7 separate regions of the Mus musculus genome follow, and all the other regions are linked to region 1. A link is a contact called in public Hi-C, HiChIP or PLAC-seq and promoter capture Hi-C data. All regions are on one chromosome and are shown on one strand. Each heading gives the region's core, a stretch centred on a gene start, on an enhancer-like site or on the middle of the called end of the contact. The rest is flanking DNA. Distances are from core to core; before and after follow the strand shown.

Evidence for each region. Promoter capture Hi-C pulls out the DNA fragments that hold promoters and counts their contacts. A called contact is a pair of places that touch in the nucleus more often than the background predicts. HiChIP or PLAC-seq counts read pairs in DNA pulled down with a chosen protein or histone mark. Capture Hi-C pulls out chosen DNA fragments and counts their contacts.
Region 2: a Hi-C map of liver shows a contact between it and region 1, with 7 times the contacts expected there. The contact joins the promoter of Mtres1 here to the promoter of Scml4 in region 1. A contact is called at or near these places in 4 of 39 promoter capture datasets (the 3T3-L1 cell line, cranial neural crest, frontonasal cranial neural crest and 1 more), 1 of 484 Hi-C or Micro-C datasets (liver) and 2 of 9 other capture datasets (embryonic stem cells and liver).
Region 3: an H3K27ac HiChIP or PLAC-seq map of thymic regulatory T cells shows a contact between it and region 1, with 5 times the contacts expected there. The contact joins the enhancer-like site here to the promoter of Scml4 in region 1. A contact is called at or near these places in 1 of 39 promoter capture datasets (pre-B cells), 2 of 484 Hi-C or Micro-C datasets (CD4 T cells and CD8 T cells) and 2 of 115 datasets of contacts at active chromatin or transcription factors (memory CD8 T cells and thymic regulatory T cells).
Region 4: a contact with region 1 is called in an H3K4me3 HiChIP or PLAC-seq map of forebrain, with 3 times the contacts expected there. The contact joins the promoter of Bend3 here to the promoter of Scml4 in region 1. A contact is called at or near these places in 8 of 39 promoter capture datasets (the HPC-7 cell line, cranial neural crest, embryonic stem cells and 4 more) and 5 of 115 datasets of contacts at active chromatin or transcription factors (astrocytes, embryonic forebrain, epiblast stem cells and 2 more).
Region 5: a contact with region 1 is called in a promoter capture Hi-C map of pre-B cells, with 2.4 times the contacts expected there. The contact joins the enhancer-like site here to the promoter of Scml4 in region 1. A contact is called at or near these places in 5 of 39 promoter capture datasets (the C10 cell line, hippocampal neurons, liver and 2 more), 1 of 115 datasets of contacts at active chromatin or transcription factors (double positive thymocytes) and 1 of 9 other capture datasets (liver).
Region 6: a contact with region 1 is called in a promoter capture Hi-C map of liver, with 2.0 times the contacts expected there. The contact joins the promoter of 1700016J18Rik here to the promoter of Scml4 in region 1. A contact is called at or near these places in 1 of 115 datasets of contacts at active chromatin or transcription factors (double positive thymocytes) and 1 of 9 other capture datasets (liver).
Region 7: an H3K4me3 HiChIP or PLAC-seq map of the 230-238 cell line shows a contact between it and region 1, with 10 read pairs. The contact joins the promoter of 1700027J07Rik here to the promoter of Scml4 in region 1. A contact is called at or near these places in 2 of 39 promoter capture datasets (liver and pre-B cells) and 1 of 115 datasets of contacts at active chromatin or transcription factors (the 230-238 cell line).

Annotation. Positions count from the first base shown.
Region 1 is chr10:42,859,065-42,861,800 of GRCm38.p6, reverse strand. Scml4 (Scm polycomb group protein like 4) reads right to left here and starts at 1,289. Exons shown (of 9, transcript NM_172938.3): 1 at 948-1,289.
Region 2 is chr10:43,539,644-43,542,343 of GRCm38.p6, reverse strand. It overlaps Mtres1 (mitochondrial transcription rescue factor 1), which reads left to right and starts at 1,326. Exons shown (of 4, transcript NM_026411.2): 1 at 1,326-1,404.
Region 3 is chr10:41,879,681-41,882,509 of GRCm38.p6, reverse strand. All of the region lies in intron 1 of Sesn1 (sestrin 1), which reads right to left. Among named protein-coding and RNA genes, the nearest start is that of Sesn1, 71 kb to the right of the region's middle. Within about 2 kb of position 1,554, at least 47 of the 459 cell types and tissues checked have an H3K27ac peak or open chromatin away from gene starts, as enhancers often do. A contact at or near this core is called in CD8 T cells and thymic regulatory T cells, where this site is marked.
Region 4 is chr10:43,477,867-43,480,655 of GRCm38.p6, reverse strand. It overlaps Bend3 (BEN domain containing 3), which reads right to left and starts at 1,516. Exons shown (of 4, transcript NM_199028.2): 1 at 1,284-1,516.
Region 5 is chr10:41,977,634-41,980,333 of GRCm38.p6, reverse strand. All of the region lies in intron 6 of Armc2 (armadillo repeat containing 2), which reads left to right. Among named protein-coding and RNA genes, the nearest start is that of Gm33058, 20 kb to the right of the region's middle. Within about 2 kb of position 1,298, at least 78 of the 459 cell types and tissues checked have an H3K27ac peak or open chromatin away from gene starts, as enhancers often do. A contact at or near this core is called in pre-B cells, where this site is marked.
Region 6 is chr10:42,016,729-42,019,428 of GRCm38.p6, reverse strand. It overlaps 1700016J18Rik (a long non-coding RNA gene), which reads right to left and starts at 1,275. Exons shown (of 3, transcript XR_871596.3): 1 at 1,168-1,275; 2 at 517-821. Armc2 (armadillo repeat containing 2) reads left to right here and starts at 1,047. Exons shown (of 18, transcript NM_001034858.3): 1 at 1,047-1,236.
Region 7 is chr10:43,744,720-43,747,496 of GRCm38.p6, reverse strand. 1700027J07Rik (RIKEN cDNA 1700027J07 gene) reads right to left here and starts at 1,339. Exons shown (of 4, transcript NR_040581.2): 1 at 842-1,339. RefSeq lists an enhancer at 819-1,359.

The sequences.
Region 1 (2,736 bases), core at 40-2,539:
AGAGCTGCTGATGGTCCTAGCCCTCTTGAGAAATGTCATGACCCTAGAAAGACAACACAGCAAGCCGCCACCTCTGGCTTATTGTCGAAAATAACGGCAAGAACTTAGACTCAAGCGCATCAATGATGAGTGAAAACTGCTAACTCAGCAGCCATACCCACTGGTCCTGTCCATCCGCAGAGCAACCTGTAGACGACACCCGGGGCTGCAGGCAGAATGAGTGGAAGCTATTTGGGGTCACATAGGACTGTGTGAGGGGAGGAGGTGACTTTGTCTTTGAACTTGGGGAAACTCCAAACATTCCATACTAACCTGTTAGTTATTTCCTCCTAAAAAAACTAATAGCAGGAACTTGCAAACAATTAATACTCTCCTTATCTATGACTGGTACATCAGCAACCAACAAAAACACATGAAATATCCCATCTGCAGCATTCAACACAAGTAAATAAAATTCAATTTGAAAACAAATGCTTTGATGAGTGCTTATATCACAGCCAATTTTAATAATCAATTTTAGGTAAATATTTGTAACCTAATCCATACTACAAATTTTAAATTAATAATACAAAATAAGACAAAATTATTATTAGGAAAAAAACCATATTCATGTTTGAAATAATAAAAAATTTGCACATATTTACATATAGACTTAAAGAGAGGTTAAGTGTATACATGTCAAAAATGGTTATAAACTGTGTTTTTACTTTAAATCTCCCTTTGATATATAGTTAAAAAAAATCAAACATTATATTTTGCATGTTAGGATCCGAAGTTTACCCACCGGGCTCAGTAGTTTTAGCACCAGACACTCGTGCATTGCCAGAGAGGCAGGCATGCAAACCCTCCCAAATAAACTAAAGCAGGTAACCTGTTGTGCCGCCAGCCCAAAGAGAAGGAGCCATACAATGTACCACAGCACACCCGCCAGCATGCGTCTCCCTTACCTACAGCTTGGTCACAGAGCCCTGACCAGGGTGTTGCTTGCTGAGGTCTGGAGTGGTGGCTTAGAAGACAGGTGACTTCCTGCACACACACTGCGAGTATGGCACAAGCTATCTTCCACCCGTGTGCTACGCCTGCCTCACAGCTAGTCGCCAGCAGCCCAGCTCGCCGCCGCTGCAAACATCTCATTAGACTAATGCATTCAGTACAGGCAGAACACTCGATTTACCATAGCTACAGCAGTGAATTTCCATTACGATGACAGCTTCAACCACATCATGTCCGGAAAACCAGCCAACCGCTGGCTTCTAAAGAACACACACACATTTTACATGCAGAAAGCGAGGACTCTGTGTGTGTGTGTGTGTGTGTGTGTGTGTGTGTGTGTGTGTGTGTGTGTGTGTGTTATTTCTTTCCTCTGTACAGACAGACCAGCTAAGAGAAATACACAGCACAGCTTTTTGTGAACAGCAGCCGCCAGGTAATGATACTTCTGCTTCTTAGATAGTTACTTCCTTGTAAGAAACTGAATTATGTCACAATAGTCAGAATGGGTGTTTCCTGCATTTCAGTTTTCATTACCCCTCCTCCGTTGCCATAGAAACCAGACTGTAACATCATCTCTTTGTCCCAGTCTTGCAGCAGTGAGGGCCACACCAGGCTTATAAGACTGTTACGATCTGACAAGGCTAATGTTTGGCTTTGGGGGGAAAAGAAGAAGAAAGAAAGAACAATGGTATACCAACAGAAAGCCTGTGTGTTGTCAGAGGTGTGGACCTGTACTGATGACACACTGTGGCTGTACCTGTTAGCTCTAAAGCTGCCTATCCTACGTTTAATCCACATCTGTGTGTGCACATCTGGAAGTGTTTCTCCATGCCCAAACACTCTTGGGACCTGCCTGGGAAAGGGCTGCTGTCTCTCCTCCATACCCACTGCCTGTCCACTAAACCAGTTTACACCAGAGAAGGTGCCTTTTCTCCTCCCTTCTTTTTATAAAGTGAGTCGAGGTTTTCTGCTGCTGACTTGACTCATCTGGGGAAATGGGATGTGTCTCAAGTGTGTCTTATAAGATACCTGGTTTACAAATACAGGCTGTCTACCGGGTTTGCTTTTAGGGACAGGGAGCATGCTTGTAGCCAGGACTGACATTAAACTAATTTGGAAGGTCTGGGTCACAGCTTAGCCAGTTACTGAGTATGAAAAATTAAAAAGGACCTACAATTTGAATGCATATGTAGTGTGAAGTAAATTTGTCCCCTCAAATTAAATAGATACAGGAAATTGATGTTTTTTTTAAGTCAAAGCATTATCCTTACTAAGAAAGAAGGAATTCCCTGGGTGGCATGTGTCCTTTCTGCCTAGGTCCGCTGCCTGCCACAGCCCTGACTCCTCTGCCCCAAGGTGGTTCCCAGGCTGGCCGGGGCCTGGCCCAGCTTGGATGGCAGTCTCCATTCCTACCAAGTGCCATAAAGAGTCAAAAATTTGTACCAACAGTGTAGTATGTGTCCCCTTTGACATCCAAGGGAATCAAAGGCTGATTAGTGAAACAAGATTGGCCCATAGAAGCTCTCAATAAATTTCTATTTTATGAAAGATACAGACAGTTTGGCCCAAGTAGAAATTATTAGGGTTATGGGACTGGCTTTGGACTGAAATTCATGATGTAGAAATGGAAAAGTAACACGTTCACAACAAAGTGCAGACTCACGCTGTTAAGGAACGTAGATGGGAAGAGACATAGAGCTCTCTCCTCATGGGAAGAGGCCTTAGGGGAGGCGGTGAGCTGCC
Region 2 (2,700 bases), core at 77-2,576, 680 kb before region 1:
CTACAAGTAAATGCAACTGTGTATCCCTCCTGATCTCACAATGTCAACCGTGTAGATGTATCATTTCAGCATTTGAAACAATTTGTAGTTGTGCATTCCTCTTATACAAACACAATCAAGAAACTATTGTGCCAACTTAGGAGAAAGGAGCATCAATGAAAAGGCGGGGAACAGAGCTCACAGACTTGGAAGGGAAACGTCTGAAAAAGAAGAAAATCAGGAAGGCTACTTCTCGTTTAATACAGCATATATCCCAACAAACGTTAACGCAAACATATCTAAACCTGGGCTCCAGAGGGAAGGGCACTGGCTGCTCTTCCAGATGAGCCAGATTCCATTCCCAGCATCTGCATGGTGGTTAGCAACCATCTGTAACTCCAGTCCCAGGAGATGCAATGCCCTCTTCTGGCCTCCTTCAGCATAGAGGCACATGGTACATGCAGGCAAAGACACTCATACACGTAAAAGTATTTACGTTTTAAAAACAAACAAACAAAACAAAACAAAACAAAAAAACAACTTTTGTGAAACTGACTGTACTCTAGTGTCTGGGCTATATTCCATCTGACTCCCAAGGTTTGTTTTCACTGGTTCCACTAAACCGTGTTTTCCTAGACTCTAACCCCTGTCCAATCACTTCTGGCATGGCAAGAAAACTGAACGAAAACGGTGTGACTTAGTTTTTTTTGGGGGGTGGGGGGTCAGGGGTTGATATATTGAGACAGGGTTTCATGTAACCCAAGCTGGTCTCAAGCTTGTTATGTAGCCAAAGACAGGTCAAGTGACTTACTTGATCTTTCTGCCTCCACTCCCCCAATGATAGGATCACACCCAATGTGAGGTATTTTATTTATTCCCATTTATATTTATTTCTTTGTAGCTCAGCCTGGCCTCGAACTTCCTAGTCATGTACCCAAGGAAAACCTTGAACCCCCATTCTTCCTACCTCGGTCTCTCCAGTGTTGGGATTACAGCGATACACCTACACACGGACGGGTTAGAAGTAAACTCTTATATTCTGTGATGTTAAGACAGTTTTCTGGAGACAACATCTATAACTCACTAAGAAGTTCAGGGCTTTGGCTATTCGAGAGAAAGAACTTTTGCTTCCAAACCAAATTCTTCTGGAACTGGCTGCCAAGCTCAGCGGGCCTGGGATGGGCCTCCCACGTCCCCTCTCCCCCCCCCCCCCCCCCCCACCTCACTTCCCCACACCCCGACCTCAACAGCGTGGTCCTCCAAGGCGCCGCGTCCAGCAGGGGACGCTGTGAGGCCACCACCGTGCTCAGATGCGCCTAGGGGTCCACTCTCTGCGTAGGCTGGGGCGGAAGAGGCGGGGCAGGTGCGGAGGTGGCTCCCGCCTGCGGTCGGCGCGGTCCGGGGAGGGACCAGCGGACTGCGCAGGTGAGTGCGCCCCTACTGGCCCGCCGGCTCAGCCCCTCGCCGGGCGCTTCGCCCTCGGCTGGCTTCTGCCCTGCGGCGCTCCGGCCGTGTCTGCGAACCCTTCCCGTTCCGCAGAGTTGGGGTTGCCTAGGGACGCCTCTCGAACCCCGGGACCGTGGGAATTAAGCTGGCCCAGGCTGTGCGTCCCCGGACTTGGGTGCAGCAAGCTGCAGACACACTGACTCGGGGCTGGGCGGCGTGGGAGTGTCCAGTTTCCTTTGACCTTGGGGGACCTGGGGAAGGTTCGGGATGGGAGGGCTCCAGGGGAACTCGATCTTGTGTAGAAGTCCGCTTCCGACGTCCGCAGAAGGGAAGGGTTTCGTAGCTGTAGACCCAACCAACTGGAGGCCAGGCCCGGGTCTTACAGAGCGGTGACACGCTAAGGAACGTGGATCCACTCCCAGCGTAGTGCAGGTCAAGGACAGCTTTGCCTGTGTATCCTAAACACTGCTCTTCTGCCAGTCTTAGCCTTCGTTATAGAGTCTATAGCTTTATAGAAATCTCACCCGAAACGAACCTTACGGGCTTTCTTTCCTAGTCATCTCTAATGCAAACTGCCGTCAAGGAGATTTTTTCATATGGACTCCTGCCGGGTTACTTTCCTACTAAAACTCTCTGTATCTCTCGTGCCGTCTGGGTGACCTCCAGACTTAGGTCTATAAGACTTTTTTAAGGCGGCCTCGTTGTGACTGGCTTCTTACTTTTATAGTGAACGATGTCCTTGAACACGTGAGCTCCTGCCTCTTTCCCAGATGCTTGAATTATAGGCTTGCAACAGCGTTCCTAGCTTCTGCAAGTTTTTAATTACCAGGCACTATTTCTGTGCACGTGAGATAAATAAAACAGGGATGAAGAAGAAGTCTAGTCTTGTGGAGTGTATGCACATGCAGACAGCATCTGGTAAATTACACAGCAGCCTGTGATTAGCTCTGGGGGTGGGGTAAGTGTGGTAAAGGGGACCGATTGGCAAGGTGGAGTTGCGTTGGAATAGTTGGAATGGAATGGGTAGGCCCCGCTGAGGGGATGTGTTTGAGTCTAGACTTGAAGGTGAGTTTCCTTGCAGATACCTAAGTGAGAGTGTTCTAGGCCTGTCTGGAACAAAGGTCCCTAGTTTGTCCAGAATGTGTCCCCCTAGTTTCATGTGTTAGGAATTTGGTGCAGTACCTTTAGGAAGAGCAGGGCCATGAAGGTTCTTTCTGAAGAATGGACAGTCGGTATTAGTGGGTATTAAGGGAGTACGTGGCTTTGTTATGAAAA
Region 3 (2,829 bases), core at 305-2,804, 980 kb after region 1:
AACTCAGTGAACCATGGCTGATTTGTTCCAGGTCATAAAGGTAAAATGCAATATGGAATTAGAACCCACGTCTTTCTGATTTACAAACAAACATTGCAAAACAACAGTCATTCATTCTATGAGGCTGTTTCTCCTAATGAGTGTAAAGTTAACATTTCGCTGCTTGCGGCCGTTTAAACTTTTGATTCTAGGGCAAGAAGAGAAATCAGGTAGAAAGAAAACTTACTGCCTCGATTTGACTCAGGTGGAGCTCAGAAGGGGAGGGAGGGTGTGGGTGTGGGAGTCTTTGTCTCAGAGCCTCTCTCCCTGTTACTCCACCTAGTATTTCTTCTCAGATCTCTGTGACCTCCAGATCATCAGGGCTATCTTACTTTGCCCACCTGACCTAGTAACTGTGCCTCACAGTACTTGTATTCCTCTCTGGTAAGAGAAAGGTCTTAGGGCCTAAGCTAGCTCACAGTACTCACCGTGAGTGACAGTGCATTATCTCTATCTCGTTTGTCTCTTAGAGATGCACATCATTAAGCTCTGAGGGCTTGAGCTGCTGCCTCCCAGGTGCCTTTGTGTGCGCCCACCAGCAGCGAGAGCATGTAGACTTTAAAGTGGCGTGTCAATTAAAGTATTGGCTCAGTGTGGGCTTGACAACCAGTTCAATATAGTTTTGTTAAAGATATGGAGACTTGGGGGCTGCATAAGTCCTCAGAGGCAGGGCAGCTCAGCTTGTTCCAGGGTTAGCTGTTTTTAGCCTCTCCCTCCTCCTTGGGAAGCTACAGATACTTCCAGGCCGCTTTGATTTCTTTCTTGCACTGGCAAGACAAGGTTGCCGAGCAGCATGTATAACTCACTTGTTAAGTCAGGCCGGCACATGCAAGTCAGACACTGGCTGTGTACAGACCATTGTCTGACAAGACGTGTGGAACATTGTGTAACCCAGCTTGGCTTTAACTATCCACAGGGCCAGTTAGGGTGAAGTGATAGGGAGGTGGCTCTATTGAGATGAAGTTAAATAGCATCATTCAGTCAGCAGACAGTCACTTCTCAGCATCATCAAATTAAAAGGGAATGGATCAGATTGGAACTATTAGGAGGTCCAGGAGAGGCGAGTGTGGGGATTGACTGTTGGTCTTCTACGACTCTAGACGTTACCAAAGGTTTTGAGGGGACATGCTGATACAAGTCAAAGGTAGCTCAAGACACTAAATACATGACATAAGCAAGTAGAAAAGATGTCTTAGACTATGAATATATAGATATTGTGTAATTTAAAAAATAGCTTTTGGAGCTATTACTTCATTTATACCTAAATTTAAAAACTCACTCCAAAAGAGATTAAAAATGAAATCTGTATTTTAGTCTGTGCACCAGACACAATTAGAACTTAAAAAAATGTTAAGATACTGTATGCTAACTTTACAAAATGATGGGTTAAAAAACAATTCTAAACTTCAGCAGATGGGGGAGGGGAGGGAAGGAGAGGGCAGGGCAGGCAAAGCCACAGGGTGCACTTCAAATGGGTCACCCTCAACTTTTTAACTTTCTCTAAGAACAAAACACATGCCTAGCAACACATCAGCCAATCACAAAGCAGACAAACACGAAGACTTCAACTGCTCCAGATACCAATGGGGTGCAACCTTCAATTTTTTTTCTTTTAAATTATATAGTGTCAGATGTCAGAGCAGAACACAACAACTTATAAAGCAGGATACACTGTCCCAGGTTAAAAGTAACTGATAAAAATCTCTTCATCAACTCTTGAAAAAATATATTAATATCATACCAATCATTTATTTCTTTCATCTTCATATGACACATAGAATATATATTAAATAGGATATATACTAAAATTGCCATTAATGCATTTAAATAAAAATATAGAATTTGTGGAAAACTTTCTTTGTACAGGTTGGAAATAAGAGTTGGAATCTTTATAAGAAATTCTTTTTAAATGACCTAACAATTTCCAACATTCATGGGAAACTTGAATACTGAAAGGCAGCAGAGCACCTCCAAGAGTATAACAATGGTTAGATCAGCCAGACACAAACATGGCCTTCAAACTGAAGGCGGCCCAGGTCCTGTTTTTCCTCCTTGGCAGGCCACAGCCGCCTTGGACACGTTTCCTGAGGATTCTGGAGACGTTTCCAGAGTGTTGCTGGTGTCACTGTCATGTACAGTTTTTTCAGGTCTCAGCACTCCCTTACTCTGAAGGCTAATTTACAATACAGGCAGGAACAAACAAAGGTTAGGTTTCTTTCACTTTGCTTTGTCTTGCTGAATTCAGAAAGCATTCTAAAGCAATTTCCAGTATTTCCTGTGAAAATTTCCAAGGGCTACGCTTAATTTTCTCTTTAATTTATTTTGTATGTATGTATGTATTTACATGCATGTGCATGATGTCTGTTGTGGGCACATGTGCCTTGGAGTGGGTGTGAAGATCAGAGGCTAATTTTGTTCTCTGCCTGCTACCTGTCCATGGAAGATGGATGGTAGTGTAGTGTGGGTGGGGGGAGGTAGAAGGAGGCTGAGGGGGTGGGGAGGTGAAAGGGGTGGGGAGGTAGAAGGGTGGTGATTATGATGGAGTCAAACCAGGCTGAGCCATTCACTGGCCTGAGTCCCTTTTGGCACTCACTGTAAATCCTTTGCTGGGCCATGGCTGGTTGGAGAGCACATGCCTGGCATGTTTGAAACCCTAAGCCCCTACCTACTCCAACACCCACCCTGACAATTGCTAGTTTTGGTTCCCTAAATCGCAATATTGTAAGTAGACTGGCTTGACTTGCTGTGATCATCCATTATTTTCTAAATTTGTCAGACTTGTTAAAACAC
Region 4 (2,789 bases), core at 267-2,766, 620 kb before region 1:
CAGAGGTCGTGGGTTGTGTTCCCATCACCCACGTGGCTGCTCCCAACCATCTATCTGTAAATCCGATGCCCTCCTCTGACCTCTTAGGAGACCAGGCATGGATATGGCGCATATATATGCAGTCAAAACACATACACCGAAAATGAAGCTTAAAAACAAAACCCAAACACCTATGAATTAAAAGTGGAAAGTCGCAAAAAGAGAAAAACTGCAGGCATGGAACCGAAACAGAGACAAACCTAAAACCTCTATCTGGGACATTTCCACACGTTCCCCACTCGCCTGGGTTTTCTGGGTCTTTATAGATTTCTGGCACCCTCCCCTCTACTCAGTGACGTGTTACTTGTAGGAAAACATTCAAAAGTTACTTCTAAAAGGAAGTTCTCTGACTTCCAAACAGTGAACATTAATTCTGAGCATCTCTGGTTGGCCTCCACCTCCAAAATACTCCCAAGCGGGCCACCTGAGCGATCAAACTTCTACTTTAGGACAAACTTAAAAAAAAAAGAAAAAAAGAACTCAGATGAGTTGAGTCCCAGCCCACAAGGCCTTCACAACTCCGCGCCTCACAGCCCGAGCCAAGTCTGCGTGGGAAATTACGTCGATCGTGGCGGGCACAAGTCACGAGGGGCGGCGAGCGCCCCGGCCCGGCTCCACCGCCCGCCAGGAAGGCCTCGCGCTCGCTGGGGTGCACACCCAGAGCGCCGCGCTGGACCCGCCTCCAGCCGGGCAGCGGGAACCACGGAGCGCCGTGGAACGGCCCGGGAGGGTGCCGCGCCCCCTGGCGGCGGGGCTCGCCGCACCCCGCTCCCAGCCGCCGGCAGCCTCGCTCCCTCCGCTGCCTCCCCGGGGCAGCGTCCCTCCGAGCGGCGGCTCTCCGGCCTCTGGCTCCCCGCCCTTCTGCTCCCTCTGACACCCCTCCATCGCCGCCACAGGCCGGTCGAACGCGAGCGCTCCGGCGCCGCGCAGTTGCTCCCCGGCGGCCCTCGGCCGCTCCATCGCCGGCCCGCCGGGGGTGGAGAGCCGGCGCGCGGCGCGAGTGGGGCCGGCCTGGCGGCGGCGGCGCGGACCGTTCCACCGTGCGTCCTCCCCTCCCTCCTCCTCCTCCCTGGCCGCGGCGCGCGTGCTCCCGGAACGCCATGGAGTCGCGGCGTTCCGAGCGGGCACAAAGGGGCGCGCGGCACAATGGGGCGCGACGAGCCCGTGGGCGCCCGCTCCCCCTTCCAGCCCGCGCGGAGGCGGCGAGCCGCTCGCAGGCGGCCCCGACCGGGGCCCACACTCACCTGGGACGAGAGTTGTTACTTTGCGGAGCGGGACCCGCGCCGAGTTCGGGCGCCACGTGCGGGGGGCGGGCGCGCGGGCCGCAGTGGGGGCCGAGCGCGCAGGGCCTGGCCGGGGCGGCCCCGCCGACTGGCTGGGGGCGGCGGGCGGGCGGGCGCCGTGTATTTTCCCCTCTCTTTGTGTGTGTCCGTGCGCTGCGCTCTCGCGTGACGTGACGGGACTCCGTGTGTCATTTCCGCACAAGGACACAGGAGCCCCCGCTGCAGTGGAACCTCAAGCCCTCCGCCCCCACCGCGCCGCCCCTCCCCCTCAGCGGGGCACACGCGGGACCAGCGGCGGCGGCGGCGGCGGCGCTCGGGCGTGAGCGACCGCGGCGGGGAGCTGGGGCGCGCTGCGGGGCGGGTGCGCTCGGCCTGCACAGCGCGGCTCCACGTGGGCCCGCGCCGGCTGCCGGCGGACCAGGGCGGCTCTCACCCACGGGAAAGCGCCCCGCGGCATTCTCGGCTACGTGCTCTCCGGGCTGGAGCGTGGCCCCGGCGCCTCTTTCTCTACTTTTTCTCTAACCCCGGGGGGTGGGGGTGGGAGGCAACGCGCCGTGTCTTTTCCGCCCGCGCCCCCCGCTTTTGGGGCGCTCGGCTGTGGCGCCGCACCATCGCACGGACCTTCCCGTGCCACGCCGGGCACAAAGACTTCGGGGTGCGCCCCCCCTCCAGTTCTGCATGGATTCGTGGTTGGGGGGGTATACTGGAGAGCGACCCCGGGCTCTGGGGGAGCCCTGGCCACTCCCCCGGCAGGGTGGCCGCCCTCTCCCGTAAAGCCTGAGTTCCGAGAGCCCAAGTTTTGCCGCTTGAGGCTGCGGAGCGAAGCACGCGCTTGGGGACCCTCATGCCACCAACTCAGAGCCACGGGGCTCAGCGCGGAAAACTGGGAGACTCCAGTCGCCGAGTTAGTTAAGACCGACCGTCTCCTAGTTTCCCGGACTGCAGAGTCGGAGTTGAGAAATAAGAAACCAACCCCTCGCAGTTCTCCAACTTTCGGGGACTTGGGGTGGGGGTGGAGGGAAAAGAAAAGCCCAAGTCAACTTTTAAGCTGCGTGCCTGGTTTTGGTAAACAATGAGAACGGAAAAAAAAATTTTTTTAATCCTTTAATTTGCCGATGGAAAAAAAATGTCTAAAAAGAAAAATGCAAATGATCCCATCTGCTGCCTACAGCTGACTGGCTGCGAGAGAGGACCATGTGGCCCGGCCCGGCGCGGTCAGTGAATACGTAGAATAGATTTTAAAAGGACGTACATGCTGGCTCCTAGCTGCCCAGTCGCGGCCTAAGGTTGGAATTAACGCGTAGTCAGAGATTATTGTGTCTTCACACAAATTGGGAATTTAATCATTACGCAAGTTCCTCGCCTTCTGGTTTGAAATCTAATGGCGCAGAGTTGGACCTTGGAGGGACTGTGGAACGTTCTGGAGAGGTGTTTGGGTTGCAGACTTGGAGAAGTCAGTACTAATTG
Region 5 (2,700 bases), core at 49-2,548, 880 kb after region 1:
TTTGTGCTGTTAAACAGTGTGACTTGTTTTTCAAAGACAAATGTTAGGTGGAAGTCAAGGAGAGTCTAGAGTGCCACACCGAGCCCTTAGTAACTCTGTTCGACAACTTCAGGAACTGGATCCAACTTGCTCAGAAACCATTTGTTTTCTAAGTTTTCATTTTTCACTGCCGTCTTAAACCAGTATCCAGGTCTGCTGCCTTCAATGTAGACAGAAACTCACAGAAATTATAGCTTGAAGGTATCTGGAGGGTTTGTGTGCAGATTTAATATCAGTGTAAATCTAAACTTAAGTTCAAAAGCATTGCCCACTTAAATGAAGAAGGTTTTAATTCTTCAAGATTTTTTGTTTTTTGTTTTTGTCTTTAAAATAAAGAAAAAGATACAAATGTGGCACATTGTTAACATTGGACCAAACTAGTCAGGGTAGGACAGCTGTCTGTTACATTAAATGAAACTATATTATGAAAGCCCTTTAGGGACTTTATTCTGCCTGAGGAAATATGAAATAATACAGACCAATGGTTAGAAATGGTGCAAAGTCAGGCAGTGAGAAAAATGAGCCAGGGAACATTTGTTACACTATACCACTGTAACATTGTAACACTGTAACATTGTAACACTGTAACATTGTAACATTGACTGTACAACACAAGCAGCAGGTGAAACCTTAAGTTGTGGAAACAAGAGTTAGGGAGCTCTGTGTCACACCTAGAAAAACAAACATGCTGTCACCCCCATTTCAAAGGCTGGTGACCCCCCCCCCCATGGGGAAGGATCTAGATAAGGCAGGCATAAGAAGGTTTTAAGCCTTCAAGGTTTTTGTTGTTGTTGTTGTCTTTAAAATAAAAAGATACAAACGTAGCACATTATTAGCATTGAACCAAACTATTCAGGGTAGGACAGTGTCTGTTATATTCTTCATAGTTTTTTTTTTTCATTTCACACAAAAGTTTATGTCGGGCTCTATGAGTACACATCTATAATCTGAACATTTTGGAAACAGAGACAGGGTTATGAATTGCAGGCCATTCTGAGCTACAGTAAGACCTTGTCTCAACAAAAATAAAAAATGATGATAAATGATATCAATCTAGCACCGTGTAAAAGATGTTATCTTCAAACTAGCCCCTCACCAGTAAGGAGACAGTTAGTGGTCACCTGCAATGTATCTAGAACTCAGGAGAATCTAAGCCTTCCAATTCCCTAGACAACATTGTTGCTAAGGGGTTTACGTTTGCATGCTAAAAACACCAGCCAATGCTAACAATGTATCAAGCTGTTGGGTCCAAAGCTGAAAGCTGTGGTTAACAGCTATAACCACGGAGACAGCAGAATCTTCAAAAACAGGCAGTATTTCTTGCCTGACTTACCCAATTTTCCTGTTGAATCATTATTTTTATATTTAGCAAGCAGTGAACCTAGATGAAAGTCCTTTTTAAAATTTGAAGTTGTTCCCCAAGACTGGGCCACACTGTGTGTTTGTAGACATGCTTCAGTTTCTAGAATTCACTGGGGATAGGGTATGGAATGGAGGTGATGGGGGCAGTGAGGACCACATGGGGATACAGAAGCAAGGCCATAGCAAGACACAACCACATTAGTGGGGATTCCTGGGAGACGACCGAGAAGAAATTCTTATACCACAGTGTTTAGCTAACTTCTCAAAATGAGTCTGAGAAGTCTCAGAAGGGTCTGGAGGTAACTAAACTTGGGTGATTTCTGACTCATCTTGATAATCATTTCTTCCTGGGGGGAGCATGTTGACTGATTTCACTCTTCCTGGGGAACTAGTTGATCGCTCAGCTTTACATTGAAAAGCACACTGTGTAGGGGTTTCGTTTTGGTTTTTTGTTTTTTTTTTAAGACCACATGGATTTAAAGCCTGAATTTCTAGTAATTTGGGGTTTTGATGTGTTAGAGCAGGTTCCTACTCCAATAGATGATGCCACAGCTCAATGTCAGAGTCTTTTTCTCGAACCCTTTACCATATTTTTTGAGATGGTCTCTCGTTGGACATGGAGCCACATTCTGGCCACACTGAGCTGGTCAGTGAGCTCGCAGGATCTGCCTGTTTCTGCTCCTCTGCTCTGGGGTTACAGCACCATGCCTGGCTTCTTTTATATGTGCTGGGGATCCAAGCCTGGGTCCTGAAGCTTGCAGCAGCAGGTGCCTTACCCACCGAGCCATCTCCCCAACCTGCTTTCTAGCAAATTTAAGTGTTTCCTATATATGTCAAGGAAATTGACTGTTGTTGACTTAACAACTTCTGGCTTTTTGTTTGCCTTCTTCAATACTGAGTCTGTTCATATCCTTTGGCCTCTAAGTGGATTAATTACCTAGGACTATGAGCGGCGGTCTTCTTATACTGCGTGGCTATTTGTATTTACTTTTAGAATTACATGCTTGTTTGTTTTGTTTGTTTAATGTGAGTACATGGTTGCTCTCTTCAGACACACCAGAAGAGGGCATCGGATCCCATAGCAGATGCTTGTGAGCCACCATGTGGTTGCTGGGAACTGAACTCAGGACCTCTGGAAGAGCAGTCAGGGCTCTTAACCGCTGAGCCATCTCTCCAGCCCCATGTGCATGTTTTATCCAGTTCAAGCACACTCAAAAATCCAAAAAGCAGAGATGATGGTCTACAGTCTTTTGTCTGCCATTCTGAAAACCTCAACATCCCAAACGTTGAAATAGCTCT
Region 6 (2,700 bases), core at 26-2,525, 840 kb after region 1:
GCACAGTTGAGTCTGGTGACACACAAATGGGACTTCATAGGATAGATCCTGTTCCCAGTGAAAAATAATATTTAGTTTGGGATCCTAAACTTCATCAATGATTGAGTTTTCTTTGTCTGTGATGTGGGAAATCTTGTTAAGCACTTGGAAAACCTTTACTCAGTGTTCCAGGTGTCATTTCTCATCAAAGGTATTAACTGTGCAAAATAGATACAATTTAGTTATTCTTTACAAGACCCTTGGCACCATGGAATACGGCATTTTCCCAGTGTTGACAACACTTGCTGATAATCCCTATGTTTATATACCGTAGTGTAAATTTAGAGCTTATGCCTCGCTTGTATTTCACAAGTGTTACCCAATGATCCAGTGTAGACGCAAACAGAGTTTGAATTAGAAACATATACACAGGACTCTTTTTTTTTTCTTCCCCTGTTGGGTTGTAGTGATTCAGTAAGAACACACAGCGACTAGCCATAGCAACCCAAGACTTAAATCGCTCCTTCCTGATCTCACCTTGGGTCCCTAGTTGCTCTGTTGTGAGCTCGCTCTACAAACGGTTGAGTGCTGCCCAAATGCAAGGAGTTAATGATATCCAACAGGTTAACATTCACTGCTACATTCACAGCTCTTCACATTTATTTTGCTACGGCCCACGATTCAGCTATTCACACACAGGGATAGCACTCTCTGCCTGAAGCATAAGAGATGAGATGCTAAGGAACCGTTCCAGGTGGACGTTGACGTCTATAATCAATAACCGACTCTTTCCCAAAACACTACATTGTTCCTCTGCCAGTTGTTTAACAGTCTTGGAGATCCTACGGGGAGAAACAAACATGGTTGAACATATTGCTAATGTAAAAGAAGACTCCCCTCCACCCATTCTTGCCTTTCCCCTGTGGGTATGCTCCTGCCCGCGCTCCCGCACGGGCCCTCGCCACGCCTCGACGCTGCTACGCGTGCGTGGCTAGAGGGATTGGCGCAGGCTCAGTGGCGGAGAGTGGAGCAGGGCCGCCCCGCCCCGCCCCGCCCCGCCCCGCCCCTCCTCCTGGTCCCTGCTGCCCTGCGAGAGCGGGAAGGCCGTCACACTCCGCCGGGGTCTAAGTGTCTAGCGCTTGTCACAGGTGTTTTGAGTCGAGCCCGGATTCCCCAACCAGCACCTACTCCAGCGCATCCCGCTTCGCTCTGCGGCGTCCTGGATCTGTAGGCTGACCGCTCGGCCTGCAGCGAAAGGTGGTTTGTGTACGGTTACCATGGAGATGCTAGCCAGCAGGGCAAAGGCGGTGCGCGGGAGGGCGGGAGGGCGAGGTGAGGATGCTGAGGCGCTCGGCCCTAACCTGGACCGGTGAAGGAGCGGGCTTTTCCGGGAGTGGGAGAGCAGCTGTGCGTGCGGGAGGTGAGGAGTCCCCTGCAGGTTCACCAGGGACCCCTCCTGCAGTCTCTCTTCTGTTCCCAGATAGGGTCGAGGGGTGCTGCTGCATACTCTCGGGGTCTGCACAGGAGTCAGCTTCTGTAACTGTGAGCATTTAGTCAGTTGCCTGGTATTTAACAGGAGTAACCAGTAACACTGGTTGAATGAGAGAGTGATAGACTAAGGGACTCTGTGGAGGCAGGCCACAAGAACAAACTAGGATTTTCCTAGGTAACAAATGACTCCTCAATAAAGTGTATGTGGAACAATATTAATTACACCGTATGTATACAGAATGCCCCTTACAACCCATGCCACAAGTATTACCGCAGGTTCTTCCATCCCGACATCATATTCTTTTCGTTTGGTAGAAAATAAGTCACACTATATGTATCCCATTTTTGTAAATCCCTAAGGTTTTGACTAGCAGTTTGCATAGATTTGGGATAACTGACATTCAGATAAAAACGCTGGGTTTTTTTGTTTGTTTGTTTTTATTTTGTTTTTAAATCAAGGATGGTATTCTCTAGTTGAAAATTTAAATTTATGATATGCATGAAAACATTGGACAGATAGTCTCTTTTGTGACTTCTCTTGTTGGTGAGTATTTTCATTCTAGGAAGATCTTTCTTGACCAGCCAGCACTTGGACAGTACTTCTTAGTATTGTAAGAGCTAGCTAGCATCGTGCTAAAGCATTTGGACATTTCATGCAATGCTGAAAGCTGCCCTGAGAGTTGGTCATTATCCATGCTTTTTTAACAGAAGAGAACTCGGGTATAGAGATGTCTAATGCCCTTCAAGGTCACAGAGCTGCAGATCCTCGGGGGACTTAACACTTGCTCTGACATCTAAGCACTTTTCTTGCACCTGTTTGGATGCTCATTTAATGCCAAAGTAATTCAGTCATGGAAAGAGCCCTGAGTGTTTGATTTGCTGGGGAAAGAGGGTGCACCAGCAAACCCTATGTCGGCAATGTTGATGGGCAATGTTGTCTTTAACATGAAGGAGGTGGCTCTGGTGGCTGTTGGTAGCAAACAGTAGAGATAGGGGTTTTTAAAGATATATTTATTCTTGTTTTATGTGTATGAATGTTTGCCTGTGTGTATGTGTGTGTACAGTGTGCCTGTAATGCCCTCTGAGGCCAGAAGAAGAAAGTAACACATGCAAATAACACGTGGGTCTGGAGAGATGACTCAGTGGTTAGGACCACTGGCTGCTCTTCTAGAGGACCAGGGTTTGATTCCCAGAACCTACACAGTGGCTCACAAGTCCAGTCCCAGCGAA
Region 7 (2,777 bases), core at 90-2,589, 890 kb before region 1:
GGCACTAGGAGTCTCTTACACTGAGTTTTTAGATGTCTGAACTACTTCCATTGTCTCCGAGTTCAGCGTGAAAGTTATTTATATGGTTGTCCCTGACTTCCTAGATACCTTTAGCCAGAGTCAAGAGAAGAAGTTTGGCTAATTATCTGCCTGTGCTTGTATGTAAGCTAGGGATAAGATTTTGGCCAGTCTTTACACATAACATCAGACACGTGACTCTAAATGAGTCCTACATTCAGTCAAAAATCCGGACAATTCTGGTTATGGTGTTGACATCTGCTCTTGAGACTGTTCTTCCACATCTGTAAAGAGAACCTTCCTTAAAGAATGAATAGAGGGAGCCGGCCATGATGGCATAGGCCTTCGATCCCAGCAACAAAGGTAGAGGCAGAGGGATCTCTACCAGTTTGAGGCCACCCTGGTCTAGATATCCCAGCACTCGGGAGGCAGAGGCAGGCGGATTTCTGAGTTCAAGGCCAGCCTGGTCTACAAAGTGAGTTCCAGGACAGCAACAGCTATACAGAGAAACCCTGTCTCAAAAAACCATTTAAAAAAAAAAAAAAAAAGACTCACTTCAGCACACTGTTTGAGGGATAGCCTCCCCCCCAGTGAGGGTGCCCTCGCCATGGATGGCTGTGAGAGCAGGTTGTAGTAATGAAGACTGGAGCTTGAGACAGTGTCTCATGGTATTCAGCTAGCTTTCTCTTTCTTAGTCATCAGTTGAAACACCCTCCCCAATACACCCACAGGCATGTTTCTAGGTGATTGTAAATCCAGTAAAGATGACAGTGATCCTCACCACTGATGGTAAGTATGGTGGGGAAATGGGGTCAGATCCTACCTTATGTTGGCCAGGGATGGATGATCCCAGAGGCAGAGGAGTGGAATGTTCTCTGGAGCCTGGGAAGTCTTCATTCACTCGTCCATATGGCAAACAATTCACGTAGTATGCCCACTTGCCTGGTGTGTACTTGACAATGAAGCTTGTGCTGACGTTATCTCCTCCCTTGGGAAGTTTACGGTCCAAGAGTTTTGTGACAAAGCAACAGCATTCAGAGTTGAGTATTATGGCGGGAGAAATACTGAGGAGTGGGGGCGGGGCCAGGCAGAGTATTCAAGAGTGGCTGGAAAAATTTCAAGGGCTGGAATTTATCACACAAGCCAAATAAATGCCTGAGGGCCTCTGTGTCCCGTGACCCTATTATAGAATTTATAGCTCAAGGACATCTTTGAGATCCCATGGCCGCCATCCTTACATCAGTTTGGGACCAGCTGACACCTGGTCCTCTCCTATTTTTATCCCAGAGGGCAGTGAGGTTCAAACCCACATAATACAGTTGGCAGATTTCATTCCCCAGAGACTAAATGTGGAGAGGTTCAGTGACTTGCCCAAGGGCATTTATTGAGTCAACAGTTGAAATGGGAACAGTTACCAGATGCTGGGGCCAGGTGACTCCCCCTTCCCTCAGTGTCTGCTAAGGGGAATCATCTTGTGAAGTATCAAATGGCTCTAGTCTTCTGATGAGTGTGCAAATCAAAGAGCAAATGAGAAGGGTAGGTGTCAATTTCCCTTGACGTAACCCCTTCCGACTATGCAGCAACCAACATGAGAAGAATGTGACCTAGGTTGTACTAAAACCATTTTTTTGTTTGTTTGGTTTTTGTTTTGTTTTGTTTTTCTAAATTTCTCTCAGACAACTAGTAAACAGGAGGGCTGGCTGAGTGTCAACCTAACGGAGAACAGAGGAAAAGTCAAGTGTGCACTAGCTTAGGGTTCTAGATAGTTGAAATGACTGCCAGCAACTCATGCCTTTTATATTTGAGTGTCCTGTGTCATTAGTCGTGGAGGGGTGTGGGAGACACTTGTTTTCACTGGGTTATTACTGTTAGTGACATGCAGGACGGGCTGGGGATGGAACCCTGGCTTATTATTACTGTTAGTGAAGTGCAGGATGGGCTGGGAATGGAACCCAGGGTCTCAATCCTGTTAGAGGCAAGGACTTGTGGTAACAGAGCCACAGCCCCATTCTGAGAGGTATGGCTTAAGCACAGAGCATTAATATAGTCCACTTGGGACTTTGGTAAGCTGCACATATTGGATGAGTCCTGGCTGCCTGCATTCCTGCTGATATAACAAAAGGTGAAAGTTCCTATTCAAAAGATGTTCTGTGATTCACTTCACCGGGTGGCAAAGACAACATGGCCTGTATGTTGTGAGTCTACCTAGTCCTTGCTATAGTTTGGATTTGGTGTACCTCCATGCGTTGAAGGCATGGTCCCCAGTCAATGCTATTGTGGGGAGAGGTGGGATCTAGTAGAGAAGTCCTAGATCACTGGATGTGTGCCCCAGAAGAGGCACACATCTTCTTGTGGTACCCACTCTTTTCTCTTTTGCTTCTTCTGGCCATGGTATGAGGAGTTTGCTCAAACATGCTTAAAGATAGACTTTGCCTCCGGCAACCTCACCAAAGGCTTGCCAGAAATTGGTCTTCTTGGTTATGGAGTAGAACCTTTAAAACCATGAGCTGGACAACCTTTCCTCTTTGTAAGTTGATTATCTCATGCATTTTGTTGTAGTGACAGAAAGGCGATTTAAATACCCCTCTCACCAACATCCTTAGGAGTGACAAAGGAATAGGCTGTTAAATTTCACATTGAGGATCCCTGAAAAGAATGACATTGCCTGCAGAATTGCACATCTCTCTTCTTTCAGGTGGTATTTCTAAAAAAGACTGAGGCTTCCTTGGCCCTAGAGAGTGATAATGTGGTTTTTCATT